Linked DNA regions of Sus scrofa: region 2 is linked to region 1. Evidence: chromatin contacts called from public HiChIP or PLAC-seq data. All regions are on one chromosome and are shown on one strand. The core of a region is the stretch at or near the end of the contact, and the rest is flanking DNA. Distances in the headings are between cores, read along the strand shown. Region 1 holds the start of PLXNB1 (plexin-B1). Region 2 holds the start of SHISA5 (protein shisa-5).

The links. HiChIP or PLAC-seq counts read pairs in DNA pulled down with a chosen protein or histone mark.
Region 2: a contact with region 1 is called in an H3K27ac HiChIP or PLAC-seq map of alveolar macrophages. The contact joins the promoter of SHISA5 here to the promoter of PLXNB1 in region 1. A contact is called at or near these places in 1 of 5 promoter capture datasets (fetal liver) and 2 of 2 datasets of contacts at active chromatin or transcription factors (alveolar macrophages and skeletal muscle).

The regions. Positions count from the first base shown.
Region 1 is chr13:31,136,808-31,144,656 of Sscrofa11.1, forward strand. It overlaps PLXNB1 (plexin-B1), which reads right to left and starts at 3,326. Exons shown (of 39, transcript XM_021070624.1): 1 at 3,200-3,326. It overlaps CCDC51 (coiled-coil domain-containing protein 51), which reads right to left. Exons shown (of 4, transcript XM_003132182.4): 4 at 6,683-7,676. The coding sequence ends at 6,921.
Region 2 is chr13:31,201,041-31,208,889 of Sscrofa11.1, forward strand. SHISA5 (protein shisa-5) reads right to left here and starts at 4,684. Exons shown (of 6, transcript XM_021070633.1): 1 at 4,553-4,684.

The sequences.
Region 1 (7,849 bases), core at 2,076-4,575:
CCCCACAAATATAGACACACACACTTCCCTGGTTTGAGCCCTAAGACCTACAGGGCTGTGAAGGCCAAGCCATCTCTTTCTACTTCTTTTCCTGCAGGTCAGAGCAGGGCTCAGGAGGGGGGTGGGGGTGATTGTCATAGAGGAAGTCACCAAACTAGATGTGCCCTCCATCCCAGGACCCTCCCAGAACTTGGGTGCCTGCTCTCCTCACAGACCCCTTCCTTGCAGGCCCCACCTGAAGCCTGGTGAGACTAGGAAACCATGACACCACCTTTCCCAGACCTGGATGGTCTTAGCCAGAAGCACCAAAGTTGGTTAAGCACTGGGGATAGGCTATGCATCCCAGGCGGTGAGACACTTCCCCTATTTGCCTGTACCCAGGCCACATGGCCCAGCCCCCTCCCGCCACCCAGCTGCCTGTCTGCGTGGGCAGTGTCCTGAGAGCTTCCCAGGGTCTAGGAGGGCTCCTTCCAGCCAAGGTCCCCGGCAGGGTGCTCCTGAGGCTGCCCCAGTGTAAGCAGGCTTGGAGGAGGGTCCAGCAGCCTAGGGGGAGCAGGGGAGCTGCGGCCACAGCCTGGCTGGGCACTGCTCCCAAAATAGCTTGGGGGTTTCCATTTTTAGTGTGCAGAGAACAGGGCAGCTCTATGGGAGTAGGAACAAGGCAGCCTCTGTTTGCCACCAAGGGGGTAGGGGGAGGGGGGCAACAGAGAGAGTCGTGAACCCAGCGAGAAGCCTAGGACTGTGGCAAGGCCAGGCTTCCCAGGAGCCCCCCACCTTGTTTCCAAGGGATGGGGGGAGAAAGTTTCTTCCTCCAGGAAGACAGGGTCTGCCTGAGGATGAGCAGAGGCCGCTTCCCACACTCAGCTATTGCTCAGTCCCTCCAACCACTGCCTGCCTAGGGGTGGGCCTTGGGCAGAGGTTCTGCCCCTTCATTCACTTACAAACATTTGCTCAGCGCCTACTTCATGCCAAAGTTCTCCAGCCTTCAAGGGGCAGCAACCAAGACACTCCCCAGAATGTAAAAATCACAGCTGGTCTAGTGGCCCACAGGAAGAGGATGGGCAGGATCAGGACAGCTCCTGACCAGGCCACATAGGAGGCTGGAGGCCGACCTACTCTGGGAAAAGTGTCAAGCTTTTTCAATCAATCACTGCAACAAGACCTAGCAACCCTAGCCCTTCCCCACATACCATGGATGGGAGGAGGAGGAAAACAAAAGGCAGACACATTTTCTCCTCCTTATTGGCCACACGAATTTCACTCAGTTTCTGCCACCAGCCATAGAGGAGCCCCCAGCCCCTCCAGTCTACCCCGCCCACCTCAGGGAACTTCAAGCAGAATCAGGCAGGGTACATCCTTCCCCCAAGAGTCTTTGGGGCACCCAGGACCTGAAGGATAAAGGTCAAGCTCTCCAATCCACGGGCTCCCCCACACATGCTCTTCGTTCCTGCCAGCCTGAACTGCAGGCTGTTTCACACTCCTCCATGTCCACTCCCTCTCTGTCCCAGTAACTTTAGTGCTCAAATAGCACCTTCCAAAGAAGCCCGAGGAGCCCACTGTGTGTGGTCTGTGGGATGGACACCCCCAGCCACCACCCCGGTATGTACTGCAGCTCTGCCTTGGGCTCTCTGAGCCTCAGATTTCCCATCTAGAGGACTTTCTCTGACCATTAAATGTGATATGGCATGTGCCTGGCATGAGTACACCAACCGAGGCCACTCTTTTCCCTGATCCATGCTCCCACTCTGGACTTCAAGCTCCTTGAAGGCAGAGAAAGTGACTTTTTTACTTTTTTTTTTTTTGTCTTTTTAGGGTCACACCCGTAGCATATGGAGGTTCCCAGGATAGGGGTCAAATCAGCCACAGCCACAGCAACTAGGGATCTGAGCCTCGTCTGTGACCTACACCACAGCTCACAACAATGCCAGATCCTCAGCCCACTGAGCAAGGCTAGGGATTGAACCTGCGTCTTCATGGATACTAACTGGGTTTGTTAACCACTGAGCCACAACGGGAACTCCAGAGAATGTGACTTTTGATTCAGAGGCCTGAGTAATCAGGACAGACGTTCGCAAAGAACAGGTACTCCTTGCATTTTGAAAGGAAGCCAAGAAAACCCAGCCAGGAGGGGAGATATGGGGCCCGCAACCCTCTCCAAGCCACCTGGCTTCTCAAAGGACAAGGTGTCAGCCCCACATTTAATAAGGACCAGGCCAGAGCAGACTGAAAAGGCTGGTTTGGAAGTCAGGCCTCAAGTTCCCTACTTGCATAGCTAGGATCACTTGCCCACTCTCCAGATCTCAAGTCGCAGCTAGAGTTATAGCCAAAGCCTGGTTCTTCTGGGCCCAACTTCCTCTGGAAGGCTTCAGCACGCCTCAAGGCTGCCTCACTTCATCTGCAAAGAGCAAGCACCTCTCTTGGCTCTGCCGGGGCTGTCCTCACCAACTGAAGGGGTTTAGACTGCCCTTCACACAGAGAGAGAGGGTTCACAGCCCAGCTCTCATTTACCCAGTGGCAGGGAGTCTAGGACACTGGCCTTTCCCTTCTGCCCTCCCACTCCATTCCCAGGGTCCATCTAAAAGTTACTCATTGACAGCACAGGAGTGCAGCGCTTGCCCTGTTGTCTGTGTTGAAGTGGGGGGAGCGGGGTTTGTCCACCATTTACCGGGCACCAGTGAGGACTCGAGTGATCAATCACCCATCACCTGCGTCTAGGGTGGGGGAGGGGGGACGCCCCCTGGGGGTGCGTGGCAGGGGAAAGCACAGTCTGCCTTTTGTCAGTCCCGCCCAGCACAGCCTGGAAGGGCTGTTACTACAGGGGGGAAGCCTCGACCTTCCCATCGACTCTTCCCTGACCCTCCTCCCTCCTCCCCAGCCGGGGCAAGGACCCCACCAGTGGTCCTGGGAGGGCGGGGAAGAGGCCGGCCGGTCCCTAGCTGAGGCAGCGGCGGCGGCAGCGAGGAGGGGGCGCGGAGGAGCAGCTCCACCTCCTCTGTCTCCCAATCGCGTTACAGGCGGAGCCGCCAGAGTTTCCCTTCGCACAGAGAAGTGTGGTCCCAACTCTCAGGACCGAAGCGCCCACCACTCACCTGGGCTGCCCGGGGCCAGCAGCATGGAGGCCCAACCAAGGTCCTTCTATCCCAAGGGCGCGCTGCCTCGCCCCAGCCCCACCACCCCGGCCCTGGGGCCCCACACTCACCACCCGGCCAGGCCCAGCGGAACGAGCACGCCACGCCGAGGCGGGCGCCGGCCACTCCCGACTAGGGATCTGCGCAGGGTAGCGTCTGCGGCCCCCCCTCGCCCGCCCCCCGGAGGTGGGTCTGGCGAAGCCGCAGCTGTTACCCGGAGACCGAGGGGCAGAAAACTGCGCCCGCCGCCCGCCCCTCCCGCTGCGGCTCTGCCACGGCCGGGAACAAAGGAGACAAAGCCGCGTCGGCCGGGCCCGGCTCCGCTCCTTCCCCCCCTTCGCCCGCCCGGCCGCCCTCCCCCCGCCCGCCGCCCAAGCCAGGCCGGAAGCAGCCAGGAGAGCGGGGCGCGCGGTCGCAAGCGGCCCGGGACCCCGCATTCCAGTCCATCAGTCTTCGCACTTGCCCAGGGCGGAGGACTCGACCCCCTCCGTCGCGGGGGTTAGGGGGTGGCTGGCTGCACCGCGACGGTAGCCAGGGCAACGTGGAGGGCGGTGGGAGGAGGGTGAGGAGCAGAGCCCAGAGGGCGGCCAGCCACGCCCCGCCCGGCTCCGCTCCCGCCGGGCCTCACCTGAGAGGGGCACTGGAACCGAAATCGGGAGCCCTCCGGGGTGGGAGGGGCCGGACTGGGGGGTCCCGCTCTGAACCCTCAGGTGCGGTGGTTCAGCGCTCCAGCTCTACCTGCCTGGGCGCCGGGTGAGTCCCACGCCTCTCCTCTGGCCCGCCGGTTAACAAATCACCACCCCTGCGCTGCGGCGCCCGGAGCTCCCTCTTTCTCCTCCAATACCTGGCTCCTGTGGTTGTCCGCCTCCAATTTTCTTTACCTGAACTCCTAGGTGACTTGTTTTTCCCCACCGCACCAGGTCTTGCCCACTCCCAGGACTCCCAAACAGCCAACCTTTCCCTCCCGCCCCCACCTCTGGCTGTGCGGGAAGAGCGCGCAGTCTTTGGGGTTGGGCCTGGGTTTGCGCTATCACTAAGCCAAGTAATCTGACCCCTGCCCCCCAAACACACACGCCTATTTGCTCACCGCCAAGTGGAGGTGCTACCACACCTAGGCCGGCTGTTAGAGGAGGGCGCACCGCTGCAAAAGTGCACATGTAAGGGCACATTTCTTTCCTTTCCTCCCAGACTTGTACCTGGACCCACCCCAAGGTGAGAAGCCTTGGGCAAGTCTGAACTCCCTCACCAGCAAATATCCGGGCCTTCGGAGGGAGGAACATCTGGGTTCTCTCCTGAGGCCCAGGTGTGCCCTATGCCAGGCCCTTCACACCCCACCCTGCCCACTGCAAACTCAGGAGCCAGGACCTAGCCCATCTTTTTAAGACTTTTGAAGGACTCTGGCTGGAGGCCATGGAGACAGCCTCCTGGAAGGCAAATTTTTTCATATACAGACCTCCCTGGAAGACCCCATATCCTGCACAGGCTGGGGAAGCCTCAACCAGAAAGTTCAGGTCATCTGCACTGGCTATTGTCAAAAGAGCTAAACCACCAGCACCCTCTTCCCACCTGCTACCCATCCAGAGCCTGCCTTCACTCTCCTATTTCCAACTCCACCTTCCAAATTCTTCCTCCCCAACTCCTCAGGTTGCTCCCTTTCCTCCACCATCTCTTCCTGCACCTGGGTCCAGGCGCTCAGCACCTTGTCTGCACCAGTTCCCTCGTGGCTTCCAAACATCAAAGACCCCAGGTGCCTATCTGGCACTCCGGTCCTCCACTTCATTCTCTAACCTTATGCTCCACAACTCCCCCATACTCATCACCATCTCAGCCAAGCCCTCACACACCTCAACTTTTCTGCCTGTGCAGCTTGTGGGGGGGGGGGGGCAGCATGTGCCTGGAATCCTCCTCTCCCCAGACCCATTCACTCAAATGCATACCCTTTAGTACCTACCTCACCCGAGAGGGGGACCTAGGATTCCCAAAGGCCACATCTATACACAGATAGGGCATCTCCTACCCCTGATGGAGGGTGAACATAGCCCAAGTGTAGAGGTCATTTCATTCCATGCCCTTCTGAAGAATCATTACAAAAAGGAAATAATGCCTTGGATAGAGTGACCAAACGACCAAGGGATCGGGGGCTCAGTTCAGGGCATCCACAGGGCCACTTGAGCCATGCTCACTGCCCTAAGCACAGGCGCCCAAGAAAGGAGGGCACCTCATGGAAGCACTTCTGGTTCCACCGGCCTCTGCTGTTGAGTCAGCTCTGCAGAGGCAAACAAGCCCAACCTGCAGAAGCCCCTATCTGCAGACCTTGCACACCTCTGTGCAGCCAGAAAGAAGGATGGGTTCTCCAGACCCACAGCTCAAGCAGAGTGCCTCCTCACTACTTCTATTTACTCAAGGACATTCAAGGCCACCCATGGCCATTTAGCCTGGGAGGTCAAAGTGGCTGTTGTCCACTGAAAAGAGAGGAAGTCAAGGGTTCTCAGGGCAGTCTGCCTCCATGTCCCCGCCCCCCATCTGCACCTCCCACCTCTGGGAGGCTCCTCCCCACTCACACTGCTGGTGGGCTGAGCTCTGCTTATGCCTACAGAGGCCATCCCTAGGCTGTGTGTGGGATGACACCCACACCCGAGTGGTGCTGCCCAAAGCATTCTTTGCACCAGGGAACCAGACCGGCTGCCAATTCCTGTAATTATGTTCCCAGCAATGTTTACCAACCATTCCCCCAATCCCTCTTCCCCACTCTCCTCTGATCATTCCTCCAGTGTTAGAACCAGGAAGTTTTCCCCAACATGGCAGAGAAAGTGATTCAGAAGAGGGGCAGTAACCATGATTACCAACGAGTATTTTGCAGGCAACTAGAACCCATGGGCCATCTGGCACAGGGAGATTGGGCAAGTGAAAGACAGGCCAGGAAATCCAAAGTGAAAATCCAGGCCTCCGAGCTCTGTCGTGGCACAGCCAGTTAAGGATCCAGCGTTGTCACTTCAGCAGCTAGCTTGCCACTGTGGTGTGGATTCAACCCCTGACCCAGGAACTTCCATATGCCACAGGTGCAGCCAAAAAAAAAAAGAAAGAAAGAAAGAGAGAAAAAAATCCAGGCCTCAAGGGGTAAGTGCATCCAAATGGGTCCTGAGCCAAAGGGCAAGACCAAGAGATAAGAGAGGGAGTTCCCGTCATGGCTCAGCAGAAACAAACCTGACTAGCATCCATGAGGACGCAGGTTCGATCCCTGGCCTTACTCAGAGGGCCAGGGATCCAGAATTGCCGTGAGCTGTGGTGTAGGTCACATACCTACGAGTTGTGTGGCTCAGACCCCGAGTTGCTGTGGCTGTGGTACAGGCCGACAGCTGTAGCTCCGATTCAACCCCTAGCCTGGGAACCTCCATATGCCACGGGTGTGGCCCTAAAATTTAAAAGAATAAAAATAAATATTTACAAAAGAGATGAGAGAGAAACTAAAAGGGGGTGATGACCTTACTTTCAGGCCCAACCCACAGTCCCAAATCTCAATTTTCAATGGACAAAACTTAGTCTAGTATAAATTATTTTAAATAATAAACCCCAAACACATTTTAATTGGACATTAGCACAAACTTTTGACAGTTAATGTAAATGAGTGCTGCCTAAAAAGCAAAGTGTATCAGCTGGTAAGCCACACAGACAGTGCTCCGACTCAGCCTCAGGCTGAGTGCACACCCAAAGGCTCAGTTCAACTGCTTCACTCTCTAATTAAATCCACATCCATACCTATTTCTTCAGACCCTCTGGAAAAGCGTCCAGGGGCTAGCTGGCCCTGAACAGTGTATAAAGCACAGGCAGGATGGCCACAAATGTCATGCAGGTGACCAGTGTGCCACAGATGGTGTTCCTGTTGACCTGGGCTTGTAGCCTCTGCTCCGTGTCCGACAGCGCCAAGATCACGCTCCCCTGTTCCAGCAAGGAGCCAGGCAGAGGCCCATCTCCTGGCTCCGCCATGCCTGGATGCGCTGCAGCCTTTGCAAGCTGAACCACCCCAGCCATTTGGCTGAAAGTCTTTTCCAGGCCATCAAGTTGCTCTCGTAAAGCTTCTAGACATGAATGGACCTGCCTGGAATGGCTGAGCTGCTCTTTCAGGGCAGCTGAAAGGACACCTGTGTCTCTGTCATGGGTAGGTGAAGTACCTGCCTGGGACAAAGAGCTCTGCCCAGGCCCGGCTTGCACCAGGCCCCTCAAGTCCGCCATGAGGTCACGGAGGTCCCTCTGCTGGAGGGAGTAGCTGGATGCCTGTTCTCGAATGGCCTCCTGGAGGCTCACAGGCCCTTTCTGAGCCTCCAGAAGCAAGGCCTTCAGCTCCTGTAACCGCACACGGTTCACATAGGTGGAGCCAGCCACACCAATCAGGGCCCCCAGGACGGACCCAATGAGGGACCAGTTCTTGGTTCTCTCAGCCCGAGTGCGCTCCTTCTCATGACTTTCCCGCACAGCTGCAGAGAAGAGGGAGAACTTCTCTCGCTCAGAGTCTTCGGCACGCAGATAGGTCATGCGCAGCCTCTTCTCCTCCTGCAGAAGCAAAGCTGTAGCAGCAGCACAGCCCAGCAGCTGGAGCTGCCAGCAGATGTCCCACCACCATCTCCCCAGGGCTCAGCCTCACGCCAGGCACAGATTACATGCTCCAGAAACACAGTGAATGAGTGAGGGCAACATGAGCCTGGTCCAGGTGGGGGAGCAAAGAA
Region 2 (7,849 bases), core at 3,434-5,933, 66 kb after region 1:
TTCCCAGGCTTGGGGTCAAATCAGAGCTACAGCTGCCTGCCTACACCACAGCCACGTCAGATCTGCGACCAACACCTCGGCTCATGGAAATGCCTGATCCTTAACCTTAACCCACTGAGTGAGGCCAGGGATTGAACCTACATCCTCATGGATACTAGTCAGGTTCTCAATCCACTGAGCCACAACGGGAACTCCTAGACCGACCAGTTCTTAATCCTCATTCCCTGTCCCCACTACTCAGCCACAGCAGCCTCAGCCCCCACTGGACACTATGACTTCAGAGACCAGTGCTCACAGACCAGAGCCTTACAATAGGCTGTCTCTTAACCAATTCACCAGCCACAGTCACATCCACCTCAGAAGTGTCCCCACAGCATTTAGCCATAGGCTGGGCCTGCAGCAAGTGCCTAGGAGATGTCTGTGCTCACAGTGGCCGGGGTTCTGAGGCAATGGCACCATGTGGAGCCCCAGGACTAACCATCACATGGCTCTTAGCTGGAGATGGGATCTAAGGACATCTCCACGGGCTGGGATAAGGACAGAGCCTCAGCATACAGGGTCGTGCTGAGGGGATATGGTTGAAAAGTCTGGAAAACAATTCAGGGTTCTGGATGACCACAAAGTTTGCAAACTTGCAAGATGCTACGGCTAAAGGTTCCCATGTATCCGCCTCCTTAGGCTACATGAACAGAGATGTAGTGCCCAGCAGCAGGAGGGAATGGTCCTGAATTCGGCCAATACAGACTCCAAATGGAACACCCAGTCCAGCAAGAACCAGGTGATTATGTTAGGCTGGGGGTAATTCTCATGATAAACCCTGAAGTGTAGCTGTGTCGCCTGGAAACAGTCTTGGCACAGCACTGGAACTGTGAAGACCCAGCCTGGCTAGGCCCCCAGTGGGCAAAGTCTAGAGATCCAGGCTGCTCAGTGTATTGAAAGGGAGTGGAGTAGAATTTGTCATTCCCAAATATTCCTCTTTGGCATAAGGATTTTTTTTTTTTTTTTTTTTTTTTTTGCTTTTGGGGGCTGTACCTGCGGCATGTGGAAGTTCCCAGGCTAGGGGTCGAATCTCAGCTGCAGCTGGTGGCCTAGGCAACAGCCACAGCTACGCAGGATCTGAGCTGCATCTGTGACCTACACCACAGCTCATGGCAACACCAGATCCTTAACCCACTGAGGGAGGCAAAGGATCAAACCCGCATCAGCATGGATACTAGTCTGCTACACCAAGATGGGAACTCCTGCATAAGGATTATTTTAAGACAGCTTTTGGCTGAGCCTGTGGCATGCCAAAGTTCCCAGGCCAGGGATCGAACCCCCATCATGGCAGTGACCTAAGCTACAGAAGTAACACCACCAGATCCTATACCACTAGGCCACCAGAGAACTCCCAAGCAGGTTTTTTGTTTTTTTGTTTGTTTTACTTATTTTTACGGCTGCACCTGTGGCATATGGAAGTTTCCAGGCCAGGGATTAAATCCAAGCCTCAGTGGCACCAGATCCTTTAACCCAGTGAGCCAGGCTCAGGATTGAACCCATTCCTCCGCAGCGACTTGAGCCACTGCAGTCCCACTGCACCACAGTGGGAACTCCTAAGGAGGTTATTATTATTATTATTTTGCTTTTTAGGGCTGTAGCCACAGCATATGGAGGTTCCCAGGCTAGGGGTCAAATGGGAGCTATAGCTGCCAGACTACGCCACAGCCACAGCAACACTGGATCCAAGCCATGTCTGAGACTACACCACAGCTGACGGCAACACCAGATCCTTAACCCACTGAATGAGGCCAGGGATTGAACCTGCACTCTCGTGGTTCCTAGTCAGATTCGGTAACCACTGTGCCACGATGGGAACTCCAAGGAGGTTATTTTTTAAAAACTACAGAAGTTCTAAAAACTGATAAGTTCCCCTTTATTAGACATTAAAGTATAAAGGAAATCCCACAGTTGCCACTGTGGCTCAATGGTTAACAAACCTGACTAGGAACCATGAGGATGCAGTTCGATCCCTGGCCTTGTTCAGTGGGTTAAGGACCCAGCGTTGCCATGAGATGTGGCATAGGTTGCAGGTGCGGCTCAGATCCCCTGTTGCTGTGGCTGTGGTGTAGGCCAGCAGCTGTAGCTCTGATTTGACCCTAGCCTGGGAACCTCCATATGCCATGGGTATGGCCCTAAAAAGCAAAACAAAAAAAGTATAAGGGAAATCTCCATTTGTAAGGGTATCTCCCTCTGATGTACTAGGAAGAGGAAGACGACTCTCATCAATACAAAAGGAATAGTTTTTTGTTTTGGTTTTTTGGGTTTTTTTTTTTTTTTTTTTTTTGTCTTTTTATGGCCGCACCCTTGGCATATGTAAGCTCCCAGGCTAGAGGTTGAATCTGAGTCGCAGCTGCCAGCCTATACCACAGCCACAGAAATACAGAATCGGAGCTGTGTCTGACCTACCACAGCTCATGGCAATACCGGCTCAAAAAGAATAGATTTAAACCTGCATAACCACCTTACCCTTGTTTACCAGCCATTTCCTGGTAACTTCCCACAACAGACTTTCCATAACTGGCTCCTAATAACTTTTTTTGTCTTTAGTTGAAGGCGGTATTTAAGGTGAGGGCTTTCACCATTTGGGGCAGTTTCTTCAGTTTTCCTGGGTCTCCCTCCGGTATCCAGGAAGTATATGTGTTGTTAAACTTTTGTTTGTCTCCTGTTAATCTGTCTTACATCAATTTAATTATTAGACCAGCCAAAGAACCTGGATGGCAAGAAAGGATAATGTTTCCACCCCCAGAGTATCATGCACCCGTGGGCCACTGGCAGAGCAAGGTCCAAAGACAGAGGCACTGATTGACCTTGAGAAGCGACAACTGGGAACCCGGTGGTAGGTGGGGGGAGATGCTTTCTTCTTGGCAGCTCCAGACAGAAGCCTGCTCTGGACAAAGCTGCAGGGCAGAGGACCAATGACAGGCCCAACCTAGCCAGTTGTCCACCTGCGAGCTGGTGGTAAGCACAGCCCGTGCTACTGGGTAGCTCAGGTGACCAACCTCCAGCAGGGCCTTTACAGCCACAGCCCAGCCCAAGCCTCTAAGCTGGGCCTGAAGACGCATACAGGTGACGTCTGAGCCCAAAGCCAATGATACAAATGGTCTTCTGACACCCAGATGCTCTGAACCAGGCTCTCCAGACCTCACTGGACCAGGAAACAGGGCTGGACCTTCTCACCTTCCCACCCCAGGTCCTCTAGATGTGTCCCAGTGCCCAGGAAATAAGGTCCTTCCCTTGGAGAAAACCACCCACCCCAGAAGAATCTTCGGCTTCCTAGGGCAGGAGGTGGGTGGGGCAGTGTGCTGTTCTATTCAGTTACCCCTGAAAGGCCCCCAGCCTGGCCTCCACCATCTGTGAATCATCAGTCTACAATCAACACACACAGTTAGCGTGTCTCCTCCAACGCCGGGGGCCAGCCTCAGCCGTCTCCAGGAACACCAGGGCCATGAAGGCAGGGAGTAGAGGCTCCCAGCCAACAAACAGAGGCTGAGGGAAGGTGCAGATGGAGGGTCCAGGCCTCCCTGTTGCCACCCCCTGCCCACCCCCACTAAGACCAGGAAGGGAATCCTACCCCAGCCTCTGAGGACCCAATCCCTTGGAACACTAGAGGACAGACCACCCCCCCTTCCCACCATTCCAGGACAGAGCAATGGTGGCAGCTGCCTGGGGTCAGGACAGTGTCAGTTCACACAGGTGAGAGGCTGGGCAGAAGAGACCAGTCGTGGGGTTGGCTGACGACCTCAGAGTGATTAGAGGTCCGCTGGCGGCCCTACGGGGACAGGGCTGCCTGGGCTGGTTCCAGGGACGGCGCGCCGCGGCTGCCCCCATCCCTTCCCAGGACAAACCCCCGGCCACCCGCCAAGGCTCACCACCCGGAGGCGGCGGTAGCAGCAGCAGCAACAGCAGCAGCAGGATCCGAGGCGCGGGGGCTGAAGTGGCCATGGCTGGGCTGGCGGGCGGACTGACGGTCGCGGTGCGGCCTCAGCCTCTGCGACCCGCGCGGCGCCCCGCCCCGGCCGTTCCGGGAACCCCGCCCGGGAGGCAGAGGAGGGGAGGGCGAGGGAAGGAAAGGAAGCGGACGCCCCTCCCAGCCTCCAGGCCAGGCACACGTTAGGTGTTGGTTCCCCGGAGCGGGTTCCGCCGACGGGCACCCGGCGACCACCAAAGCTGCCTTTTGCTCTCAGGGCCCTGTCCGCCCACACCGCCAGTCCCTGTCCCGGGGTCCGGAGAAGGTCTCCTCGGGGATCTGCGTCCTGGTCCTTGAGCTTCTGCTGGGTGCTGCCGGCAGGCCCGGGTGCTGGGCTCAGAGCCCTCCCCCGCCCCGCACTCGCCCGGGGGAATACTCCCCAGAGGTACTTTAGGGTGAAGTGGGGTGGTGTGGCAAACCTCTGCACACAGTAGGCGCCTGACAGATGCTGGTTCCTGTTTGGATGCCTAGTTCAGAAGCTTCCCAGGACTCCAGCTCTGAAGACACTCCTCCTGGAGTGACCCCCTATGCCCTTGTTCACCCTACCTTGAGTCCAGGTAGGCTCACCCCTGTGTCAGGGCAAGCTTGGCTCCAATGGCCTGGTTTGAGGGTTAGGAACTGGCAGCTCCAGGCACACATTAGGCCACCACCTGGCTCAGAATGGGGCCAGTTGGCCCCAATCACTGCTGCCAGAACTAGGCTCTCAAAGACACCATTAGATGGGGCCACGGCTAATAGGCCTCAGATGCCCCCTCACTGTGGGTCAGGGTATAACAGAGCAGGACCATATGGGGCCTTCCTAGGACAGATCCCTCCTCTGCTTTAGTTCCTCTGGCAAGTACCTAGATAATAATATCTGGTGCACATTTCCTGAGTTGTTTTATAGATGCTAAGCATGTAGCCCTCCCCGCCCACCCCTGGCCTAATGGCCACTTTGATTGCTTGACAGTTAACAGCTGTGATACTACCCTGTTACCTCACCATCAACGAATCAGAGAATTGTGCACAGCTGATCACCTTCCCTGTGACTTGACTCCCCTCTCTGGCTTTTAATAAAAATGCTTTGCTAAATCCCATGGGGAAATTAAGATGTTTTGAGCACCAGCTGCCCCAGGTACCTTGCTTGGTGCCTGTCAATAAATGCTGCACTTTCCTTCACCACAGCCTAGGCTCAGTAGATTTGCTTTACTGCACACAGGCCAGTGGGCTGTAGCTTTGATAACAAGGGATCCTTACATAGCCAGGGCTGGGAAGCTGGACTACTGTCTTAGTCCCTTGGGGCAGCTATAACCAAACATCTCAGACTCAGTGGCTTATAAACGACAGACATTTGTTTCTCACCATTCTGTAGACTGGGAATTCCAAGATCAGGCTGTCAGCATATTCTGTGTTGGTTTAGAGCCTGCTTTCTTGTTCTCAGATGACCTCTGTTTCCAGGAGGCAAGGGAGCTCACTGGGGCCTCTTTTTCCTTTTTTTTTTTTTTTTTTTTTTTTTTTTTTTTTTTTTTTTTTTGGTACACCTGCAGCTTGCAACACAAGTTCCAGGGTCAGGGATTGAACTCAAGCCCCAGCAGTGACGACAATGCTGTATCCTAACCGGCTGAACAAACTGGGAATTCCTCACTGGAGCCTCTTTTATGAGTGCACCAATCTCATTCATGAGGACTCCACCTTCACGGTCTACTCACCTCCCCAAGGCACCGCCTGCAAATACCATTACTGTGGAATTAGCCTTTAAAGTTGGGAGGACACAAACATCAGTCTATGACAAGCATTCTTTTTCGGCCCATGTTTCTGAGCTTCTCTGCACCCTGCTCCCGCCACAGGTATACTCATTATATAGCAGAAAACATGAAGTGTCACACTAACTTGAGCCACTGTGTACACCCTGAGTGCCACCTCGTGTAACAAGAGGTAAGGCCTCAGGAGACAACCGGGATATCCTCAGGGTAGTCCTTGGCCAGCGTAAGAATAGGGAGGGAGGGCTTAGGTCCTCCATTGTCCCCCTCACCACCTGGCTGGGAAGGGTACAAACTCAGCATGTTCAGCACACAAATGGGGGCAGAGGTGTGACCGCTCGGTGTGACCTGTGACGGAGCATGATGAGGGGCCCTCCCTGACACAGCCCAGCCTCAGCCCACCCTGCTGCCTCTGCCCCTTCCTATCCCTACTTTGCTCCTCAAAGCTTCTGGAGGCCAGTCAGACACACCTCCTACTCCCAACAGCCACAGCTCCTCCCACCCCTCGTTCAGAGCCATAATGCTGAGAAATTGGAACATTATCTTGAGGGCCCCAGGGAGTGACTGATTCCCTCTGCAGAAACTGCACTGGAGGTTGGGGCCAGTAGGGGCTGGGTGGGTGAGTGGAATCCCACCAGGTCCCAGGAGTCTTTCCCCACCTGGGGCTCGACCCTGCAGGCTTTGGACAGGGAATGTTACCTGCCATGCCAGTAAACAAAGAATGTTGCCTGCCATCCATTTCCAATCAAGCCACTGTTCTAATTAGCCACTGCAGCCACCTACCCACAGTGTGCCCTGAGGGGATGAATTCCCTGAATTTGTTCCCTGAATTGATGGAGGAAAAGCAGGAAATATACTATGCTTTGGATGCTGGCCCTAGATAAGATGCATATCTAAGGAAGAATTTCAAGGAACACTAGTCCTTGCATTTTCCCATACACAGAAAAGAGAGCTCTAGAATCATTTAACTTGAGGCTTCTATTCTGTGAGATCAGTAATCTTTTTCTTTCTTTTTTTTCTTTTACTTTTAGCGCAGCACTTGCGGAATATGTAAGTTCCCAGGCTAGGGGTTGAATTGGAGCTGCAGCTGCTGGCCTATGTCACAGCCACAGCAATGCCAGATCTGAGCCACATTTACAAAATACACCACAGTTTGCAGCAATGCCAGATCTTTAACCCAATGAGTGAGGCCAGCATCCTCACAGACACTATGTCACTATGTCCTGTTGTGCTGAGCCACAACAGGAACTCCTTTTTTTCCTTTTTGGCTGCACCCAAGGCATATAGAAGTTCTCTGGCCTGGGACTGAAACCAAACCCATGCCACAGCAACCACCCAAGCTGCTGCAGTGACACAATGCTGGCTATTAACCCATTGCGCCCCAAGGGAACTCTGTGATTAGTAAGCTTTTGATATTTGACCACTTGTTTTATTTTTCCAACGAAAAACTCCTATATATCCTGGCTCCTCCTGATGCCAGGAAGATGTTACCGGAATCCAGGTTCTTGTTCATGGACCTGAAGAATGAACTGTGAGAACACACAGGCAGCAAGCAAGCAAAGTTTTTATTACAGGAAAAGCAAACAGCTCCCAGCACCGACACTGGGAGGGGTTAGAAGAGTCTCCCTTTCTATTGTTCTCTGGAGGGTTTTATTTCTTAAAGACAGGAGTAGCAATGTGGGGTCCAGATATCAGTTCTTTTTCCCATTGGCCTTGTCCAACAGGGACTTGCGAGTTAGGGGATGCGCCGTACATTTTATGGTCCTTTTTCTCTTCTTTTTCCTAGACTTAAGACTTAAGAGTCGCCACTCTTTATATTATTTTGCTAACAGTCAAGTTAGCAAGTCAGGGGTTAATTCCTACCTTGACGTAAAACAAATGTACTCTTAATAGTTAATATCCCAATAAGAAAGGCCTGTTTGTCTTGATCAGTTTTTACAAATCTTAAACCATGGATATTAATCAGGGAATATATCAAAGCCCATGTTCCTACATTAACTACCTGAATTATTATTCTGCCTCACTCCCTTACCTCTTCAGAGCCGGTCCTCAGAGCTGAGAGGCTGTCTTCTGGGCTATAGTCCTCAGAATAAACGGATCCCCA